2 separate regions of the Mus musculus genome follow, and region 2 is linked to region 1. A link is a contact called in public promoter capture Hi-C data. All regions are on one chromosome and are shown on one strand. The core of a region is the stretch at or near the end of the contact, and the rest is flanking DNA. Distances in the headings are between cores, read along the strand shown.

Region 1 (5,196 bases), core at 801-3,300:
TGTTTTGTTTTGTTTTTAAAGCTTTTATTTATTTATTTTTTATATATATGACGAGTACACTGTAGCTGTCTTCAGAGACACCAGAAGAAGGCATCAGATCCTATTACAGATGGTTGTGAGCCACCATGTGGTTGCTGGGAATTGAACTCAGGACCTCTGGAAGAGCAGTCAATGCTCTTAACGGCTGAGCCATCTCTCCAGCCCCTCTTTTTTCTTTTTTTAAACAGTTCCTTTTTCTTTCTTTCTTTCTTTTTTTTGTTTTTTTGTTTGTTTGTTTTTGTTTTTGTTTTTCGAGACAGGGTTTCTCTGTAGAGCCCTGGCTGTCCTGGAACTCACTCTGTAGACCAGGCTGGCCTCCAACTCATAAATTCATCTGCCTCTGCCTCCCAAGTGCTGGGATTCAAGGTGTGCACCACCATGCCCAGCTCAGGCCCTGTTTCAAACAAAACCAAACCAACAGCTCCAAATGCTTCAGTTGTTAAGGAGTTTGCAACCGAGCCGGTCAACCTGAGTCTGACCCCTAGGACCCCAGGTGGTAGAAGCACAGATGAGCTCTGACCAGCACACATGACATGGGCACCCCTGACCCACACAATAAATACATGTAAATTTCAAAGAAATCAAACCCAAAGGCTGGAGGCAGAAGAGTGGGGGTGGCAGGAAGAAGGCTTGGAATGGTGGCTGCTGGCTGCCTCTTTGTAAGAAGCCCTATAAGGGAGGATTAAGGTTTCCTGAGCAGCTGGAAGCAGGAAGTCACCTTTCAAGATGGAGATGGCCCCTCTGGTTATCAGATGGCCTTCAATGAGGCACTATTATTATTCCGTGTGTGTTTCTTTTCTCCTCTACCTACCCCCACTTCCCCCTCTGAGACTGGGTTTTTCTGGCTATCCTAGAACTCACTCTGTCTATCAGGCTGGCCTCAAACTCAGTGCTCTGCCTGCTTTTGCCTCCTGAGTGCTGGGATTAATACACCACCATGCCTGGTTTCCATAATTCTTATTGTTGCCCATCTCTCCTACAAAGTTAGTCGTTTGATAACTGACCTGGCTTACCATGCTGTCCGTAGTTGGAAAGTGGCTGCATGTAGTAGGTGCATAGTATTTGCTGCGAGAATGAAGATAGACAAGTCCAAAAGGACCCCTTGCCTTCCCTGCTAACTAGCTATCCCAGTCCAATCTAACTCGACGTATCTTTGAAAGAGTTTCTTTAAATATCTACCTTTTCCCTTTTCCCAGAAGACTTTACAAATCCAGCCCATTCTAGAGTTTCTTTTCTTTTCTTTTTTTAAGACAGGGTCCTCATGTAGCCCACACTAGATTCAAACTCGCTGTGTACTAAGTAAGTCTGGCCTTGAACCCTCCTGTCCACACCTCCAGTTGGGATCTAAGGTATGTGTCACCATGCCCAGTTATTTGTTTGCTTGTTTGTTTCGAGACAGGGTTTCTCTGTGGAGCCCTGGCTGTCTTGGAACTCACTCTGTAGACCAGGCTGGCCTCGAACTCAGAAATCCACCTGCTTCTGCCTCTAAGTGCTGGGATGAAAGGCGTGCGCCAACACTGTCCGGCCCACCATGCCCAGTTTTAAGCTCGATTATTTATTTAATTTAAGACTGGTCTTCCTGTGTAACCCAAGCTCCAACATGTTATCTGTCGTTCAGTCTCTGCGGCCTGAGAACAGAGATCCCACGTTCCATCGTGCAAGGTTTATAGTATATAGTTTCGAAAGGGTGGGGACTTTTCCTGACTTCTTTAATGCCAAGGCAGAAAACACGGTCTCACACATAGCAGGCAGCCAAATAAATCTTGATTATGTCTGAATGGCTGAATGGGAACACATTCCACCCCGAAACAGGTTAAAGCCGGATGAGGAGCCCCGCCTTATGAATCATTCATGACTTGGGCCCCGCCCACACGGGGTGACGCGCGCGTTCCCGCTAGAAGCGCCTGGGCTCCCACGCTGGGCGGGCAGCCGGAGGTGCGTTCTGCGCCGGCGCCGAGAGCCCGGGGCCTCCTCAGGTGCGCGCGCGCGGGAGGGCGGCGGCGGCAGCGCAGTGCGCAGGCGCGGCAAGTGAACTGCGCAGGCGTCAGTCTTGGGCGGGCTGAAAGCAGCTGAAGCGGCGGCCGAGTCGGAGCCTCCGGCACAGGGGCGGGAGCTGAGGCGGTAGCGGACCGGCTGGCGGGCTAGCGAAAGGCGGCGGAATGGTGGACTACCACGCAGCGAACCAGGCGTACCAGTACGGCCCGAACAGCGGCGGCGGCAATGGCGCGGGTGGCGGCGGAAGCATGGGCGACTACATGGCCCAGGAGGATGACTGGGACCGGGACCTGCTGTTGGACCCGGCCTGGGAGAAGCAGCAGCGCAAGGTGCGCGGCCCGTGACCCGGGCTGGGTGGCGTCCTGCGCGTGGCGGGGAGGCCTGGAGGAGGGTCCTGGGAGACAATTGGCGGGTTCGGGAACGGGTTTGCAGTCCCGGAGAGGGATTACAGAGCTTAAGGAAGCAATTGGGAATCTGGAGGGGGAGGGGGGAAGTGGCGGCCAGGTAGGAGACACGGGGAACTGGGACAAACGAGATGATGATTCGGGAGGTTGCAATGGAACTAGGTTTTAAGGCGAGATTGTTGGATCAGAGGAAGCATTGATGGGGCCCAGGCAAGCAATGGGGTCCAGGAAGGGAATTGGTGAGCCTGGATAGTATTTGGTTTGGGAATCCTAGTATGGAGGAGATAGTCTGGAGTGCAGAGAGTCTGAAGAAGAGATTGGAATTGCAGGAAGCCTTAGTGTGTGTGTGTGTGTGTGTGTGTGTGTGTTGGGGGGTGGTTCTAGAAGAGATGAAGAATCAGGAAAGGTAAAAAGGGGGCACTAAGGAGAGGATTGTGGAATCCTGAGACAGGGAGGGGGGCCTGCATGGGCTAGGGTGTGTGGTGAGTAGGTGTTAAGATGGTCTGATGGGACTAGGGGTCTGAGAAGGTAGGTGTTCAGGACAGAAGTTAGGGGCCTAGGAACAAAAAAGATGTTTGTGTGAGGAGGGTGAGATTTATTGAGGGCGCCTTGCTGTAAAAAGAAAAGGATAGGGGCGTAATTAGAATTGATGGGGAGACCCAAAAGAGTGTGGGTGCTTTGAAGAAGGGAGAGGTAGTGAAACAGTTAAGGTTCCAGGTTCACGGGGAAATAGTTCAACAGTGAGAATAGTGGAAGACAGTAGGAGCAGGGATGGAGGATAATGGGAGGGGGTTAGTTTGGGAAAATGGAAGTCTGATTAGGAATGCCTGATTAAAAGACTTGGGGGTTCATTGAGTGAGGAAGAAATGAGTGTTCTGGGAGAGTAGTGTCTTTTGATGGGGAGGGTAGGTGAAGGGGTATTAAAATAGTATTTCCTGATGGTATTTAGGAGTGTGGGGGCGATGCTAAAGGGAAGCCACAGTATGGAGTGGAGGTCAGAGTAGGAGGCCAGGAGTGGAGATGTGTTGGGTGGTTGAGAGGGAAGCTAGGAGTGATGGGAGAGAGGGTGTGAGTGTATGCAGAAAGAGCTAAAGAAGGGTGTGTTGAGTGGGTGAGAATGTGGGGGATGGTTCGCAAGAGTGTGAGGAGAGTGGGAAATTAAAATTGAAGTTAGAAGCTACTTCATGCTTTCTAGAGGTTGAGACTTTTTTGTAACTTACTGATGGGCACTGTGACTTCAGGACAAGACCCTTGCTCTCAGGGCGATCAGGAATGTGCTTTTGGTGACTCTGCAGACGGGATGTGCGTGGAGTTGGGACTTTGGGAGTTGGGAGCGGGGCCCTGAGGGTGTGGGAGAGAGCCGGTTTGATGACATTTACCAGATGCCCCCCCCCGGGGGGGGGCAGGGAAGTTGCTATATGGCTGGGTCCAGTCACCCAGTCTGGAGGGTCAATGGTGGGAGAAGCTGCAGTGCCTGGAAAGCCTGAGGTGGGACCTGGTGTAACTGTGGCCCAGTCGGACTGTCAGCTTGTATGCTGTCTGCAGTCACTAGGGGGGTGGAAGTCTGCAGTGTGTAAAATAGCTGAGGAGTGGTAGCTGGGGAATGAGTGCATTTTGAAAGGCAGGGGAGATCTAGTCTGGATCTCAACAATTATTTATTGCCTGAGGCCTTGAGAGGAAAAGGTTGAAAGTTGCCAAAAGACTTGGAAAGTTGGAAGGAAACGGGTCACAGCGTCCGCTTTGAGAATGTCTTGGATCTTTCTTTTCTAATGTTTAGGGAACTGTGCAGTGCCCCCCCCCCCCCCTTTCCTTAGATAACTGGAGTAGGGGTCATCCTCCTTTCACAAATACCAACCTCTGGTGCCTCCTTTTTTTTTAGCCCCTCTCTTTAGGGTGGTGAGGTTGGTGTGCATTCAGACCCTAGGCAGAACCAGGACTCACCAGAATCCCCATGGCTGCCTGTGTCACTTTCCCCTGCTCCTTCCTGGTTCCCTTCCTTCCCAGCCAGGAAAGGTTGAGAACAGGATGGCTCACAGTGTTCTCTAACGTTGCTTCAGCGGCTCTGAAAAGGCCCTGCTCTAGTATGCTTGCTTTATAACCTACTCCAGCAAATATTTACACTTAGCTGTTCTTTAGGAGAAAAGAATTGCTTCACCTCTCCACCCTGTCCTGCATAACTAAGCTCTCTGGTGCCGTGGGGTTAGGAGTTATGAAAGGAATATACCAGCCAGTGCTTTTTATCTCTCATACAAGAGCTCTCAGCCAAACCCCCAACAGGATCGCTAGGACTTTTCTGTTTTGTTTTATGACTGGGCCTTATCCCACGTACCAGAACAACTTCTGTAAATGTGAATGACAGGCCTTTCTTGCCTCTCCAAGGCATATAGATAACTCCCACCACAGGGACAGTGATAGTCTCGTATGTACCTGTTCACACATTCAAATTCTGTGGCCAGAACAGCTGAAGCAGGGGCTGGCTCAAGTCAAGAGTCTGTCTCTTACCTGAAAGCCCTTCACTCTGAATTCTAGGCACCCCTATACCCAAGACATTATCCATAAGGAAGTTATGCAGCAGGTGTTTCACAGGGCAGCCTTGAACATTTGTGGGAGGACAGGGGACTGAGCTAGTTTTCAAAAATTATTATTGTGTCGTTTTAGTCTGGGTTTATGTTCAGGTTTTCCAGAGTCCTGGGCTCAGGTGATCCATGTGCCTCAGCCTCCCCGAGTACTACATGGAACTACAGGCCTATAAAAAATT
Region 2 (5,549 bases), core at 2,429-4,928, 1.4 Mb before region 1:
CCAACAATGATTCAGAACATGTAACAAAATAAACCCTTTCCTCCTCAAGTAACTTCTAGTTGTGGTACTTCATCATAGCAACAGTAACCCTAACTAGGATTAGGTCTTGGACTTATCCTCCGGCACAGACAAAAGTAAAAACAGAGTAGCTGGTCTTTGTGTTGTCATCTGCCATATACTGGGCAAGAGAATCAGTCATTCAAGACCCATTCAGAGATGGGTAAGATGGCTCCAGGGGAAGAGGCAAGTCTGATGACCTGACCTACATGGTGGAGGGAACTGACTTGCACAGTTGTCCTTTGACATTCACACTGGCACTGTGGCATGCAAGCAGCGCCAGCCCAAGTAAATAAGCAAATGTAAAAGAGCCCACTCATTCACTCTAAGTGGGCTGGAGAGATGACTCAACAGTTAATGGGATGTAATACTCTGCAGAGGAACTGAATTTGATTCTCAGCCCTACATCCTGTTTCACAACCAGCATACCTCCAGTTCTAAGGGGATCTGGCACCCTCTTCTGGCCTCTACTGGTATTGCACACACATTTGGTGAAGACGGACATGCAGGTAAAAGACTCTGTGTGTGTGTGTGTGTGTGTGTGTGTGTGTGTGTGTGTGTGTGTGTGTGTGTGAAATGAAGGTGCCCTCAGAGGCCAGCAGCAGGTGGCACCATATCCTCTGGTACTTGAGCTGTAGCAGTTGCGAGTCACTCTACATGGGTACTAAGAACTCTTGTCTTAGTTTGGGTTTTCTATTGCTGTGAAGAGACACCATGACCATAGCAAGGCTTGCAAAGGAAAGCCATTATTTGGGGGCTGGCTTACAGGCTCAGAGGTTTAGTCTATTTTTGCTATGGTGGGAAGCATGGCAGTGCACAGGCAGACATGGTGCTGGTTAAGGAGTTGAGAGACTTCTGTGTATGGATCAGTAGGCATCAGGAAGACTGTGTGACACGGAGCCTGATTTGAGCATTTGAAACCTCAAAGCTCAAATCGACTTGCTTCCTCTAACAAAGCCATACTTGCAATAGTGCCTTTCCCTGATGAGCAAGCATTCAACCTACGAATCTATGGGAGCCATTCCTATCCAAAGTGCTCTTAAGCCATCTCTCCAGTCTTCCTCCTCCTAAGACGGGGTCTTAGGTAGCCCAGGCTGGCCTTGAACTCCCAATCTTCCTGTCTTCACCTGGAAAATGGTGGGATCGCAGGCATGTGCCACGATGCCTGGAAGAGCTTTCTGATGTGGGTCTGGCTATGCTCCCCAGTGGCAGAGTCATAAGCTGACTCCCACCTAAACACAAGGTGGAGGGGGTGTGCACACAGAGGGATTGGGCCTCTTCCAACTACACAAGCCAGAAATGGCACAAATCACTGCCTTCCACTTCCCACACATCAACACTTTGTAGAGCTTTATCATCTGACTACAAAGGAGATGGAGGGTACATCTTTAACATAGCAGTCAGGTGCACAGCTAAACATCCTCATTCTGGGGGGGATGGGAGGTGGAGATTTGAAGATAGCGACAGCTTGATTCACAGACCCCTGTTGTGTCTGCGGGGCACAGGTGCAGCCACCATTCCAAGTTCCTACAGTTTGGCAGTCCTGGTGGGGAGCCAGCATTTCTGTCTCAGTTTGAGCAAAAGTCTCAGGGCTGATCCTCATTGTCCCAAAGCTATTTTCCTATCTCTAAACCAATCACATTAGCTGGCTGATGGGACAGGTCTTGGGACATCAGTCCACATCTGGAAGCAGAGAGAAAGTATGTCACTTAGGAAAGCCCCACAAACTGAGAGCAAGACTAGTTCCCCAAAGGCAGATGGAGGGGTTCCAGGTCAGAAAGTCTTAGGGAGAGCAGGGACAGGGGGGACAGTATGTGTTTCAAGTTTTGTGACTCTCGAGGCCACAGGAAAATAAAACAAGCCTGTTAGATGAAGTTGTCTTAGAGGTAAAGAGCCACTTGATAGGAAATGAACGGAAGTTTAAAACCCAGAGGGAGCCTGAGAATCAAGAGGATTCAGTAAGAGGAGCAAGCTGAAAGAAGACATATCTGCACTGGTGTGGCCATCATACAGTTGACAGCACTGACCACTTCAGAATCTTTTTGCTGTTTTTGTTTTGAGGGAAGAGTATGGCTATGTATCCAGACTGGAATAACAGGTACAGCACCACAAGCTGGTTTTATTCAATGTCGGATCAAACCCAGGGTTTCATAAATGCTAAGCAAGCAAGCACTCTGGAATGGAAGATACATCTCTGGCCCTGTACAGCATAAATCATAGAAAACAAACAATTAAACATTAAAGTATGTAGAGTTGTTCCTGGCATAAAGTAAGAGTTCAGCAAACAACTTAGATGGAAAAATAATAAGACGGGGTTTGGGAGTTTGGGGGAGGGGTTGTTTTGTTTTGTGTTTCAAGACAGGGTTTTCCTGGCTGTCCTTGAACTCACTCTGTAGACCAGGCTAGCCTTGAACTCAGAGATGTCTGCCTCTGCCTCCCAGGTGTTGGGATTAAATGTCTGCACCACCAGGTAAAACAGATTATTATTAAGACATAGATAAGAAAGATGAGACAGATTCATTTAAGTTGTTTACTGAACATTGACTAAAACTCCAATCCCCTAAATTCCCTCCAGCTCACTAGCTTCCCTCCCCCAGATACTTACTCATTCCCACTATCCTGATATTCACACTGTTCTCTCTACACTCTCTCCTCCTTCTGTTTTCTCTGTTCACTATCTCCTGCTATTACGTTTTAAACCTGACAATAGTTCTGCTATACTGCCTCAACCTTCATTTTGTAGCTCATGACCTTAGTCTGACCTAATGTTCTTTGACTATAACATCATGTTGCTGTATGGAGCCTCGAGACCTATGGAAATTCCCTAGACTTCCTGCCTCTAGACCCAGCCAATCAGCTTAAAGGTCATACAGTACGGCTTTGTCTAGATAGCCAAATGCACCTGTTCGTGGGTTTTCCCATATAAAAACTGGCCCTGAAAACTGGCTAGGGTGTGCATCCCTGATTAATCAGTGTTGATATGTGTGTTCAGTAAACCGTTCCGATACCCTACTGACATTGGTGTCTCCCAGTGGTTTGTGTGGCTAATCCTTAACTTCAACAATATTCTCTCCCCTCTCGCAGACAGCCCTGGCTATGCAGTCTACTTCCTCTCTATTTTGGACTCTTCTAGATGCCTCTGGCTGTCCTCTCTCTCATATCTACAAACAAACAAAAAGTTTTCGCTTGGCCGTACCACGGAGCGGTCATGTCGTCAGTTTATGCACGTTCCAGCCCCCAAAATAGTAAAGATCTTTTTAAAAACTGCTCATCCCTTCCCAATATCCCTCTGCCTTCTGGTGAGCCCCGGGTTCGATCCCTTCGCTCTCAATCTTCCGAGGGCTCAGAACTATCTCCTCCTACACTCTTTCCAGAGTCTAACCGCTTAGGCCCTTCCCCATGCTTCCACTCAAGTTCAGAAATATCCAGGACTGTAAGGCACTCAAAAACTACTCTTTAGAGTGGCCCGGAGCACCAGAGACTCCGCCCACTTCCAGAGCCAGCCAAGATGTACTGCAGTACTGGCCAATCAGATGCGGCAGCGCCGGTGAGCAGGAGGCGGGACTTCTGGCAGACGTGCCAGTAGCCCTGCCCGTTAGCTTCTCAGCACTGTGTGTCGGGGCGGTCCTTCCGGCCAGTGTGGGGCCTCACCGCGACGCCGCGGTCATGAGCCGGCCCAGCCGGTTGCAGAGGCAAGTTCTGAGCCTGTACCGCGAGCTGCTGCGCGCCGGGCGCGGGACGCCGGGCGCCGAGGCGCGGGTGCGGGCCGAGTTCCGGCAGCACGCCAGCCTTCCGCGAACCGACGTGCTGCGTATCGAGTATCTGTATCGCCGGGGTCGGCGCCAGCTACAGCTGCTGCGTTCGGGCCACGCCACGGCCATGGGTACCTTCGTGCGCCCGCGGGGTCCGGCTGAAGAGCCCGGCGACGCGACAGCCCCGGGGACCAGGCTGGATGATGGTGGTGCCCCAAAGAATTCTTGTGAAGATACAGGGGCGCGGGAGACGCGATCCGATGGACGGTGACAGACAGACCTAGAGGAAGGTTCCTTCTGACAGTTTGGGGAGGATCGTGAACTCATCTAAATGGAAGCTGAGATGTCTTGAGAGATAACCGAATTTTCCCGATGCATAGTGAGAGATCAGACACTCCCTCACCAAGGAGGTTCCGGGCATTCTGTGGCACTGGCGGACTGCATAAGACATGCTGTGATACACCAACCCAAAGTCAAAGAGAGAGCACAGGCGCACTTTCTCCTCCCATCGGGGCCGTGGCACCTCTTGACAGACAGCTCTCTTGACTTCTTAAGAACACACCCACCTCCTCACTCCCCGCCCCTTGCTGTTTTTAACGTGGAGAAGACAGACTTTTTGCCGCGCTCGTTTAATAGAATACCCTGATGAACCGTGAGAAACTTGGCAGTCTGACTCGTTGTGAAGAACCGGGTTCATGAGGGAGATTACACTAGCTCATCTCAGCTGATGAGCCTGAGACTCTTGGAGAATCCCTAGTCCCTACTCCTGTTAGTCCTCAGGATTCTTGCATAAAGGAAATAAAAGTGAGGTGTGCTCACTTCCTTGTTGTCTTAACAATCTTGTTGATTCTTTTATTAGGGGTCTTTGCTTTTTCTTTTGAGACAGAGTCTTGTTATATAATATAGCCTAGGCTGGTCTCAGCATTCACCTCCTTCAGACTCAGCCTTCTAAACTCTGAGATTATAGGCATGTACGGCCATGCCAAGGTTGAAGAGGCAGGTGGGAGCAAAGGGGACCCAGCTAAGGCTTGGTGTGTGACAGAAAAAGATTCTGTGACACTTTTTACATAAGACTTTGACCTCACTTGCGTAACCCCATCACAGGAGGCTAGCTCTCTGCTCATCTCTCAGCTTCAGTTTTATTTAGCAAGGTGATCCTGGTTGCTTTAGTTTTTGTTCTTTTTAAGACATGGACTCACTTAACCCAGGCAGGCCTCAAACTGGTCATGTAAGGGATAATGGCCTGCAACTCCTCCCTTCTCCTCCAGATCACAGGCATGTTCTACCACAACATATGTTTGTTGTTTGTTCTGTTTGTGGCCTTGTGCTTGCCAAGCAAGTGCAATAACCACAAGGATTCACCTGCAGCCCCGAGGTGACCCTGTTAATCATGGTGCCATCTCAACTCCAGAGTTATGGAAGTAACTACAGAAGACCTACTGAACCTGTGCCCTTTACATACCCCAGCCTCCGTCTCTTCCTGGCTCCAGGGGCCTGAGCTACATAGAGTGACCTTGTCTCAAACAAAAAAAGAAGAAAGAAAAGGAGGGAAAAAGGGCCAGAGAGATGGTTCAGCGGATAAAGGAACTTGGTGACAAGTCTGACTAGCTGAGCTCAAATCCTAGGGACCGCACAGGAGAAGATGAGAACTAACAGCAATTTGTCTGATGTCCATCTGCCTGTGCACACACACATTGATAGAAAGATAAATGCATAGATAGATGTATTTAGGAAGACAGA

The links. Promoter capture Hi-C pulls out the DNA fragments that hold promoters and counts their contacts.
Region 2: a contact with region 1 is called in a promoter capture Hi-C map of liver, with 2.3 times the contacts expected there. The contact joins the promoter of Sdhaf1 here to the promoter of Actn4 in region 1. A contact is called at or near these places in 2 of 39 promoter capture datasets (erythroid cells and liver).

Annotation. Positions count from the first base shown.
Region 1 is chr7:28,959,186-28,964,381 of GRCm38.p6, reverse strand. It overlaps Actn4 (actinin alpha 4), which reads left to right and starts at 2,050. Exons shown (of 21, transcript NM_021895.3): 1 at 2,050-2,363. The coding sequence starts at 2,199.
Region 2 is chr7:30,320,504-30,326,052 of GRCm38.p6, reverse strand. Sdhaf1 (succinate dehydrogenase complex assembly factor 1) reads left to right here and starts at 3,678. Exons shown (of 1, transcript NM_001033140.3): 1 at 3,678-4,644. The coding sequence starts at 3,724. The coding sequence ends at 4,080.